Linked DNA regions of Columba livia: region 1 is linked to region 2. The links are chromatin contacts, called in public Hi-C maps. All regions are on one chromosome and are shown on one strand. Each heading gives the region's core, a stretch centred on a gene start, on an enhancer-like site or on the middle of the called end of the contact. The rest is flanking DNA. Distances are from core to core; before and after follow the strand shown.

Evidence for each region. Hi-C and Micro-C count contacts between places; a contact is called where the count stands out from the background.
Region 1: a contact with region 2 is called in a Hi-C map of crop, with 2.8 times the contacts expected there. The contact joins the promoter of LHX9 here to the enhancer-like site in region 2. A contact is called at or near these places in 2 of 2 Hi-C or Micro-C datasets (crop and liver).

The regions. Positions count from the first base shown.
Region 1 is chr8:18,689,967-18,695,398 of bColLiv1.pat.W.v2, forward strand. LHX9 (LIM homeobox 9) reads left to right here and starts at 1,730. Exons shown (of 6, transcript XM_065072360.1): 1 at 1,730-1,918.
Region 2 is chr8:18,584,222-18,589,009 of bColLiv1.pat.W.v2, forward strand. DENND1B (DENN domain containing 1B) reads right to left here. Exons shown (of 22, transcript XM_065072352.1): 3 at 1,795-1,844. Among named protein-coding and RNA genes, the nearest start is that of DENND1B, 63 kb to the right of the region's middle. Within about 2 kb of position 2,835, at least 2 of the 3 cell types and tissues checked have an H3K27ac peak away from gene starts, as active enhancers do.

The DNA of each region.
Region 1 (5,432 bases), core at 480-2,979, 100 kb after region 2:
GGATGTCTTTAAGCTTCCCGACAGCGATCGGATTTAATGAAAGCCTTATTTTAAAACTTCTCGCCAGCTCCATCACGGGAGCAAGACGGACTCCCATGGTCCCAGGGCCGGCAAAGCAACCTTGGCGTGCTCAGAGCTCACGATCACCCGACCTAAACCCACTCCTCCTGCGGGGAGACACCTCCACCAGTAGAAGTACACACACACCCACACCCCCCTGCCCTACACCTCCCTGGCTGGTTTATCCAGGTGAGCTGCTGTGAGGTGGGATGCAGTATTTGCAGCAAGCTCGCAGTGGCCGCGGAACCGAAGCCTCTGCGCCCTCCGAACTCCCCACGCCCTGCCCGCGGGAGGGCGGGCACGATGCCGCCGCGGGGCGAAGCCCGGGGCGGGGAGAGCGGCTCCCTCTGCCAGCGTGATGTTACCCGGCTGCTTCCGAGCTCCCTCCTCGCCGGCAGCGGTTTGCTGGCAGTGCCGGCGGCGGACACGGCCGAAGCAGAGCGGGAGCCGACCGCCCTGCCCCGGGGCGCACGGCTGGACCCCCGCCCGCCGGTGCGCACCTCGGCGGGGAGCAGATCAGAGCCCTGCCTCCTCCGCACGCCGCCGGGGTTCCGCTCCCTGACAAACTCCAAGGAAGATCATTAGCATCCCTTGCTTTGCTTTTTAATTTTTTATTTTATTTTAGTAGATTACCAAAGTGGCCACGTAGACGTAAGGGTCACACGGCTCAGGCGAGAAGAACTGAAACTGTCACAGGAATTAGAGAAACAGGCAAAGCCAAAGCGAGAAGTCATCTCGTGTTTCTGCTCCAGAAAGAGCTCCCCGGACACAGGGTCCCTGCAGTAAGTCCCCTCCGCAGCCCGGCCGGGGAGCGACTCCTGCCTCGCTGCCGGCTCCGTGCATCTCCCCCGGGGAGAGAGACCCTGAGTACGAGAAATTACTCCCGACCCTATATTTTTCTATTGTTTTGAGCCGGTGGATCAATTGTCATCACTACTGTCACCTAAGAAGCAATGATTCCGATTCATCTTGGCATCTGATTTTATTCTAATGGGTTAAATTGGGTTCACTTTTACAATTATCCCAGGTTTGACTGCGTAGTATTGCATGACAACTCTCAGTTTCATCGGGTTTGGCAAAGCGAGGTTGCTCCATGAATCCGTATATCATATCACATCAGATCAGGCTGAAGTTTCCTGTTTAGCGACTCCATTTGAGAGGCTTTTTATGAAAGTGGGAAGGGTTGATGCAGTCCATGGCTGGTTCAGTGCGATTTGAAAAAAAAATGTGGAGAGATGGCAACAACACTGGGTTTGCTGCTCAGCTGTGAATAAGCACAGAACGAAACAAACGACATGATGGGGAAATGCTCAGCTCACGACAATATTTTTAGCAGCTTCTTGGCCCTCGCCTTTTCTTAATTTCCTAATATGTTCTTTGCTTTATTAGTTTTATTTACAACCAGCTCCCTATTAACACCTCACCTGATTACTGAGGAGCTGAGACAGCTGATCAAGAAAACTCAGCAAACCAGCCAAAATTGAGAGGTGGGATTTATTTTTGCTTTCATTCATTCTTATTTATTTATTTAGTTAGTTAGTATTGGAAAATATCGTGAAACAAATAGAAAATAAAAGGCAGGTATAAGTGTATGTTCGTGAGAGGTCAGAGGTTAGAAATTCACGTCAATTCTATATTAGAGGCTATGCAGACGAAGGGGGAGAGAGAGGGAGTGGGGGGAAAAAATCTTTCCACCAAGCAGCTTGTTTATTTTAATTAACATAGGGATCCTCTGCTAGGAACAAGGAACAACCTCCATCTACTGGCTGGATCATTGCGTCTCTTCTCCATCCAAAACCCATCCCTCATCACTCATTGAGGAGGGTACAATTTTGGAAGAAGCTTCTAAGGTCTCAAGGTAAGCCCCTGCATGAGTCTTTCCTAGCAATGCAGCTATTTAGACCTCACGGATGTCATTTACGGGGTGTTTCTTCAGAGTGGTTGGGTTTTTTTAAACAACACAGAATGGTCGTTTTCCCAGGTGTATTCGAAAACATTTGGTGCATTTGTGTTTTAATCTAGAAAAATGGCAGCCTGAGAAGACTGAGCCATTCAGCAATAATAATAATAATAATAATAATAATAATAATAATAATAATAATAATAATAATAATAATAATAAAGGGCCTCTTTTATTTTATTTCATGGAATGTCTCCTTTCACCTCTCTGTGAATCTAGCTTGTAAGGGAGTCCTTTTCAAAAGCTGCAAAATTTTTAATGGTTTAATTACAACCAGAGTGCAAGTACGATTAAGCTTAATATCAAACAACTAAGAAGCTAACAATGCTGAAGTCCTTGGCGGTGGCCAATTTCGTGTTAGACAATAATCTGCCTCTTCTGTTTTCTTCTGGCTGTCTGATTACTTGTTTGTGGTCAGTCACAGTGCTTGGCTACGGAGATGTGTGTCTGGGATTACTATGCAAAGCACCTATTTGTTTATTATTTAAATATCGTCTCCTTAAGCAAATGAATACGTGTCTTAATTTACGTGTTTTCGGATTACCGGGAGGTACAAGCATGTTGGAGTGTTTTAATTCGATGATGTTTATGCTCAAAGACTCTCCGCTCTCGCGTTACCCGCCGCGCAGCCGGGCTGGGGAGGAGCGGAGCTGGTGCCCGCGCCCCGGCTCCCGTGCCCCGGCTCCCGTGCCCCGGGTTCTCCCTCCCTCCAGCACCCTAATCCCGAAGTTGGTCTACGGTGCACCCGAGAGGGCTCGAGCCAGGAAAAAGATGGTGATGGTAAAACATGCCATTTCTGACGCAAAAGTGGACTTCTAAACAATGTCGGTCTTTAAAAAAAAATGCAACACATTTAAATGCTGGGAACGACACTAGCTGCATTTGATGGCACCGCCGAGAGATATGACTCTATTCAGATTTTCCTTTTTTGTGTCTAGATTGCTTGTAGTGGTCGCGGACTTCACAAAGGCAGGAGGCTGATCATTAACAGCACTGTACTCCACCACAGGCTCGCAGAGCAGAAAATAGCGTTAGGATTTAAAAATAGACCTGGCTTTAACCACCCGACTCGCAGGCGACAGAATCGTAACCCTGTTGCTGCTATAACTACGCGCTTTAAATTTCTGGAAATGATTAAACAGTGTCTCGAGCAGTTCGGGTACCTGACGGAGCCGGTGTGAAGTGTTGCTGCCCTTGCGCGGCGGGGGGCGGCTGACCCGGCGCCCTTCCCCGGGCAGCGCCCTGCGCCTGCAGTCCGGGACGTCGCCTCCTCTAGGATCCACTAAATCCAAACCATTCCTGCCTAAAGAACTCTCCTATTTCCCCCCTCCCCCACCCATGCTTGAATACCCTCCTCTTTCTTCTAATTATTGTTGGTCAATTATTAATTTGCATGTAGACCTTGTCCTAAATCCTCAGAACTAAACACAAGATCGTTCACGCTGTAATAGGCTTTAGACCGCAGCCCGTGGCCAAGAAGAATGAGGGCTCTATAGCAAGGCGGATCCCGGTGACCGCATGCTGAAATCTGTCCAGGGCACATGCTAATTACGGAGGTGGCGATGGCTCCAGCAGGCGCCCGGGAAGCGCCAGGCCGGGCTGCACCGGGGAGCGGCTGCCTCCGGGCGCGCGGCAGCTCGCTGGGGACAGGAGAACGTGTTACCTGTGGAAATCTTAGTAGCGATGGGTTTCCCCGCATCCTCATTAGCTTGGGGAGTCTGGGTATATCGTTACAGAAAAGCAAAACCTGAGAGCGCCTGTCATGTCACTAAAATATTCCCAACATTGCACATCAGATATGCCTCCCAAAATGCAGCGGTGACAGAAGATAAAAGCACCCTGCAACTGAAACTGCATTCAGAGGCGAAGTGCTAATGCAAATGGATTCATAAGGGATAAACTGGTAGATTTGGATCTCAGATTCTCTGTCGTGTTCTTTGTGAGCTTCTCTCCCCCTTCCCCAAGCAAACCAGCAAAACTATATGGAGACTCTCACTCTATAATGGCAACCTCTCCCTACCAGCCTGCCTTAGAGCAGCGGTGTTTCAATTTGCAGCGAGGAATCTCAGGAACATTGAAATAGATTTACCTTGATCTCCTACAGGCCTTTTGGAAACGGAGAAGTCATGTTTGATGCTAGCGACAAACTTTTAGTGTCCCTTTAGGTAAGAAGTGGTCTGCCAACATTAGGATGTTAATCAGAAAACGCCTGGGAAACCCCCGGCCTCCTTTACTGGAGCAGCAGCAGCTAGTAGCGTATCCTTAACCGTACCTGATGGAGCAGAAAGAAAGGACCCTCTAATTAATTAAGTGTGCCCAACCGGAGGAGGTTTAGTCACTTCTGAGTTTTGTTACGAGTCTGACCAATTATTCCTAACGGCGCCGTCGAGCTAAGGTAGAGATGGGAAATTCACAAACAATATTTTTGGTGTCTCTCTTGGAACGACGCTTTGTCACTGCACCTGCAGACAGTACTTCGGTGAACCCGACACAGCAAATGTCAGGCAGCGGGAGGAGAGCGGAGCAATGCCCGCACCCGGAGCACCCGAGACGGGGACGCAGCCTGCTCGGAACGCGGTGTCCCCACTTTAGCCGCTCTAAAGGAGCTGGGCCCAGCACTCCCAGACTCTTCCTCTCCCCGCTCGCAGCGGACGCGATGAGTTTGACTGTCCTCAGCCCGGCAGGGACACGGTCACAGTGGGACGGCGGCGGCGCGTTTGACGGGTTTCTCAGGGAGGGCCTGGGCCGCGCAGGGCGGGGGGATTCGGCGGGTGTCTCTGCCTGGCACGTGTGGGGGTGTCTTTGGCAACACGGGCGCGGTGGGAATCGCAGACTATTTCTAAGAGAGCAGGCGGAACACGGAACTGGGGCAGGGTGAGTTACCTGACAAAATAGCTGGACAGGAATAAGGGAACATTTCCCTCAGAGGAAAACAAGAACAAAACCAAAACAAACAAACAAAACCAACAACAACCAACCAAACAAAACACCCAAAAACCCAAACCCTGATTGTGCCAGTACAGTGGAAAGATGATCTTGCAACTATTAGAAAGAAATTCGTTTCTAGGTGAAATTTTTTTCACCTCTGTCGACAGCAACCACCGCAATCACCCACGCCAGGCAGGCGCACGCCTGTGGTAGCCCGTGGGCACAGGGTGTGCGGGGAGCAAATCCTCCTGCGGAGGGTTCGCCCACCCCCCACCCCGGAACGCGGCCGCCTCCTCGCTTGCCCTTTCGCTCCCCAGGCGGCTTCGCAGCGCTCGGCAAAGCCGCGGTCCCCTCGCCAGGGCTGCCCGGCTGGCCCGGGCCGCGCTGCCGCTCCCCGGCTGGACGTGGGGTGAGAGGGAAGCGGCTTCGCGAGTATCCGGGAGCAGTCGGGGCACCGCGGAGCGACGGCGGAAAGGAGCAAACA
Region 2 (4,788 bases), core at 1,585-4,084:
AATGAGCTGCCAGTACTTCTGTTCTTTTCCCCACAATAGCTCTGCCTCTCCTCCTTGTCCGGCCTCTTTTATACTCTCACGATCCCAAAAGGCCTTTGGTTCTCTCACAAATCCCCCAAACCTCAGCTCCCAGCTACACAAGACACTGCAAGCATGGTGGCTGATTTTGAAGATGCTGCAGCGCTACCTGAGCAGTCAGCAGCCCAAACAAACACTGCGGTTCTGTTCCCATCGGCTTCCAAGAACCTTTCCTCTTCTGTTCAACGTCCAATGTTACAAAATTAATAAAAATGTTGCGCCTTTGAGAGCACTGCTTTATAGGTGAGCATGAGCCCATGAGTCAAAAAGCGTGCCTGGGGAGAGGGGCATGGGAGGGTAACAACAGACAAACAATAAACATCCCTTTACTTTTTGGTTTGGTTTTGTTTTTCTCTCTTTGGATACTCCGCAAAAATACACAGCGAGCTATGCTTTAAATTCATGTATTCCCACAGCGCACTGATTAAGCTTATCCACGTCACACAAGCAACTAAGTGTCTTCTGAACGGCTGAACAGAAGTAGTTAACACAAGACGAGTTATTTAAAAATAAATTATTTGCTGCCATTGATTATCTTCTTGCCACTGGATGGCAGCAACAGAACCTCACCTTTTTCTGTTATCCTTAAATTTTATTTCCATTATTTATCTTCATTACCAATTTCAATCAGAAGTCTGTACATATCTTGAGCACACTGAAGACTTTAATGCTTTAAAGCCAAGACTGACAACTGTATTAATTAAGTCATTAAAACAGCTTAAAGGATGGTGAGCTTAACCAGTTCAAAACCCAAACAACTTAATTAAATTCAACTATAAAAGACTAAATGAACCCAGTTTACTTCAGGGAAGTTGTGTTTATGAAGGTCTTTATTTTGCCATTGTGTTTCTCTGCAAAGCCTCTCTTTCCTTTACATACACACCACCTTTCACTCCTCAGATGGCAGCTTCTTGCCTCCGATAGATATTTCTCAACTTTGGGTCTCCATCTGTGACTGATACCAATGTTGTTCTGAAAACAGCTCAGCCTGCACCTTACCTGGGTGTATCTTTCATTAATTATGCAAATCAGGCTTCTCATTCAATCTTTGCTGGTTAGGACAATATGAGTTTTCCAAACTGAGTGAGTAAAATTTATTAAATTAATTGCCATTAATCATTTTGACAAGCCTAACTATTTTAATTAATAAAAATGTTTTATATGAACAATTTAAATGACTGGCAGCATTACATGGAAGCCACACCATAACTGATACCAGAAAGGTAAGGGCTAATTAATTATAAATAATGGTCTTGATTCTTCTCTGAGAAAAATCAATTATATCTTTTGTTACTTCCATGCAATTAAAGTCTTAATTTCTTTGAACTCAAACAACACGTTTTCAGTACTGCGTGGTGAGGTTTTATGTCCTGGTGCACCGTAACATTTTTTATGATGCTTGATGTTTGAAGGAAACCATGTTGTATCCTTATATTGACACCAATGGTGTTCACAAATATAACGGACAAAACTGAGAGCCAGAATGTAGCTCTATCTTGAAAGACATGTCCCTGAAATTCTCTAAGTTTGCATTTTGCTGAGATAATGTCCTACTAGTATTTTCATTCTTAATTGAACACAAAGGATGTGTTCTTCTCATTTGCAGGTGCAAGTTTAGAGAGTACAACATGTTTTCTTTTAAATATTTCCTTACAATTATGCTGAATATAATTTTGTAAGAAATATTTTTTAACAAATTATAACTGTACTACATACCTTTCAACGTCAAAAGGAAAGCAGAACTTTGGAACGCTGTTCAGCACTTCCTGTAAATGGAAGTGAAAGAAATAGAGTTAGCATTTTGAAAAGGCTTTCATTTACCTTTGATAGCAACCGCCCTACAGCTTGCTTTTAAAAAAATATCAAAAAATAACCATAAAAAATCATAAATTCAGGGAATATATGATTGCAAAACATACAGCACACGTTCCTGGACTGAAATAATTGATTATTAAAAAGGAATTAAGTTTGTGCTATGGCAGATTGCAAAGACAATGCCATAGAAGCCCCAGGAGGGAAAGGCCTGGCCTGAAGGGTATTAACACCCTTCACATCCCCGCTGGGATTCCCTTCAACAAGGCCATATGGATTTTACAAGAAGCACCACACCATATGGGTAAGCCACGTCTGCTGCTACTTGTACCACAGACTAGCCACAGGGACTTCTGACAGATCCTGGCTCAAAAATACAAATGTTGTTTCAATTAAAATGCAGGCAGAGAAAAGGGAATGAAGTTGGCAGCAGAATGAATTGCAGAGAGGTATAACAACTCTATACATGTTCCATAGTCAAATGCTGAAAGTGATGGAAATCATCTGCTGGTCCGAAGGACAAATTTATATGATTAACCCTTCGGGTTTCACAAGCAAGCCTCGCTATTAATAAAGGGAAGCAGGGGGGTGAAATCCACCGGATCTACATTCGTACTATAATACAAAAGGATAATGTCACTCTTTCTTGCAGAATTTTATTTAAGCAGCTGTTTAGTGGCAAATAAAATGTGTTAATTAAAATATAAAAATGCTCCCAAACTAGTCAACATTTTCTTTTTTTTTAAAAAAAAAAAAGAAAAGTGAACTAGCAGATCAGTTAACAGCAAGTACTAAACAATGACCTTACAAGATCCCAGAAAAACAGGTTTTACTTCCTTTCTCCCAACTGGGAAAATGAACCCTCTGTGAAACGCTCCAGCTAAGGAGACACAACTGACCCCAACACAGTTGGTCAGCAAAGCTGCACAACTCCCTCTCTGCAGCAGAACAACAAAGAGACAGGTACCCCGCTGCAGTCACCACTCAGCACACAAGGTGCCTGTTTTCAGAAAAATGTGTGTTGATAGCAAATTTCCAGAGCTGCATGTGGGGGTTTAAGAACTTGATCCAAGATGTTAGCACTCTCCAGCCTGAACCCTCTGTTTACTGCACAGTGAACAGTCAACTCCCATTAGGGGAAATTATGTATTTAAATTCCTACACACTGCAATGACTATTTACTTCAAACATTTGCCTGGCTCGGTGGATGGCGTAAAACATGGAGGAGTCATGCCAGTTCCTCAGCAAGGAACAAATAGTTCAGGAGAAACATGCCTCTGAATACAACATGCATATGTTAGCTGCAACGTTTTAAAGGTATAGGGTGTGCTCCAGTAAATCATTGCACAAAATGGAAAAGTCAATTTTCTAGAATTTCTAAGTCCAAGAAATCTCTGGAACATTTACATTGTCAGAACAGGTAAAGAAGGGTATGAAAGCTAGATGTTGTCTTTTGGGAAAGGTTATTAACTTAATTACGAACAATAGCAGTACACATTAATATTCTCCAAAAGAAACTGCTTAAGCACCATCCCAACTGTTGTGAGCAGCCGCTGCAGAAGGGTGAGGGGCAAAATACAAACAAGGCAGGTAAATATTTGAATTTCTGTAGGCAGGAAACATGCACACATGATTCTTGTAGTAGTAACAATGAACTCTAACAAAAGAAAGCAAGCAGAATAGAGTAATCAAAACTTTTAACTTAGAAACATCCTAAACATTTCCAAATAGCTTCTCACTTCAGGCTCATAAAGCTTGCTTTTCACATTCCAAATAAATAGCATTTTATTTAAATTCTCTTTCCAAATCTGCACCTATTCTCACACTATAGGAAGTCATTTTCTCCTTACTACTGAGGATTTTAATTGCTGCCTGGTGGGCTTAGCACTGACTCAGAATTGGGTATGGAAATGTATTCATTTATGTTCCCCATTGTATTCTCTCAGAATAAATTATCACACAAGAAAAAGAAAACAAAAACAAAAACACCAAAGGTATTAGCTCAATATTTTGACTAAACAACCTGAAAATTATGGGGCTGTTTTGCAGCGTTTTCCAGGGAATCTGCGGGACAGGGTTTGCCCCCACTCTGCTCCATCCCCCCCGGCCAGCACAACTTCTGCAGAGCAGCCTCCGCTCGCCTCCCAACTGGCAGGAGCATCCCTCGGGGGACAAGTCTTTAAACCTCCGCACTCTTTAAAATTCAACCAGCCAGCAGGTCTATAGACTGGTGTATAAACAGTATAGACAAAAAAAAAAATCCCCTCTCAGCTTATGTCAGTGACAAAGCAGCTCAGCAGTTGACTGCTTCTCCCCTGACAGCATAAGCCGGGTTTACACAGATCAATAGATGGAAGTCCTACCTAGCTTCCAGCGCCCAGCGCTCGCCCTTAATTACAGGTGCTATTCTGATTTTTAAAATGGAAGAAAACAAGGTGCCCCCAAGATGCTCCCAGACAAATTTAAAATGCAAATGACATTATATACACATTCACATACACAGTCACTATTCATGTACAACCACAGCTGATACTTTCAGTAACCTCTCTATTGAATTAAATTTGAGCTCTGGCTCCTAATGGGTCATCATTTTCAAGGATCCAATACAACTCAGCCAGGACTTCCTCTTGAGTCAAAATACACATCCTCAGAAAAAGAATAATGTATTTATTGTCTTTTAATTTCAAAGCTTCATAACAGTATGTGTTTATTTCTGAAGACAAAAGGTTGTACAAGTCTTCAGAAAGCAAGTTATCCTTTGTTCACATGTCCCGTGACTGCTTCCTCCTCTTGCTCTCAGAGTGTTAGTGCTTTCAGAAATGGGCACTGTTTCAGAAAGAAAAGAAATTTGATACAGGTGGAAGAGGACAATGTAAAAAAGCAAAAACAACAAAAAAA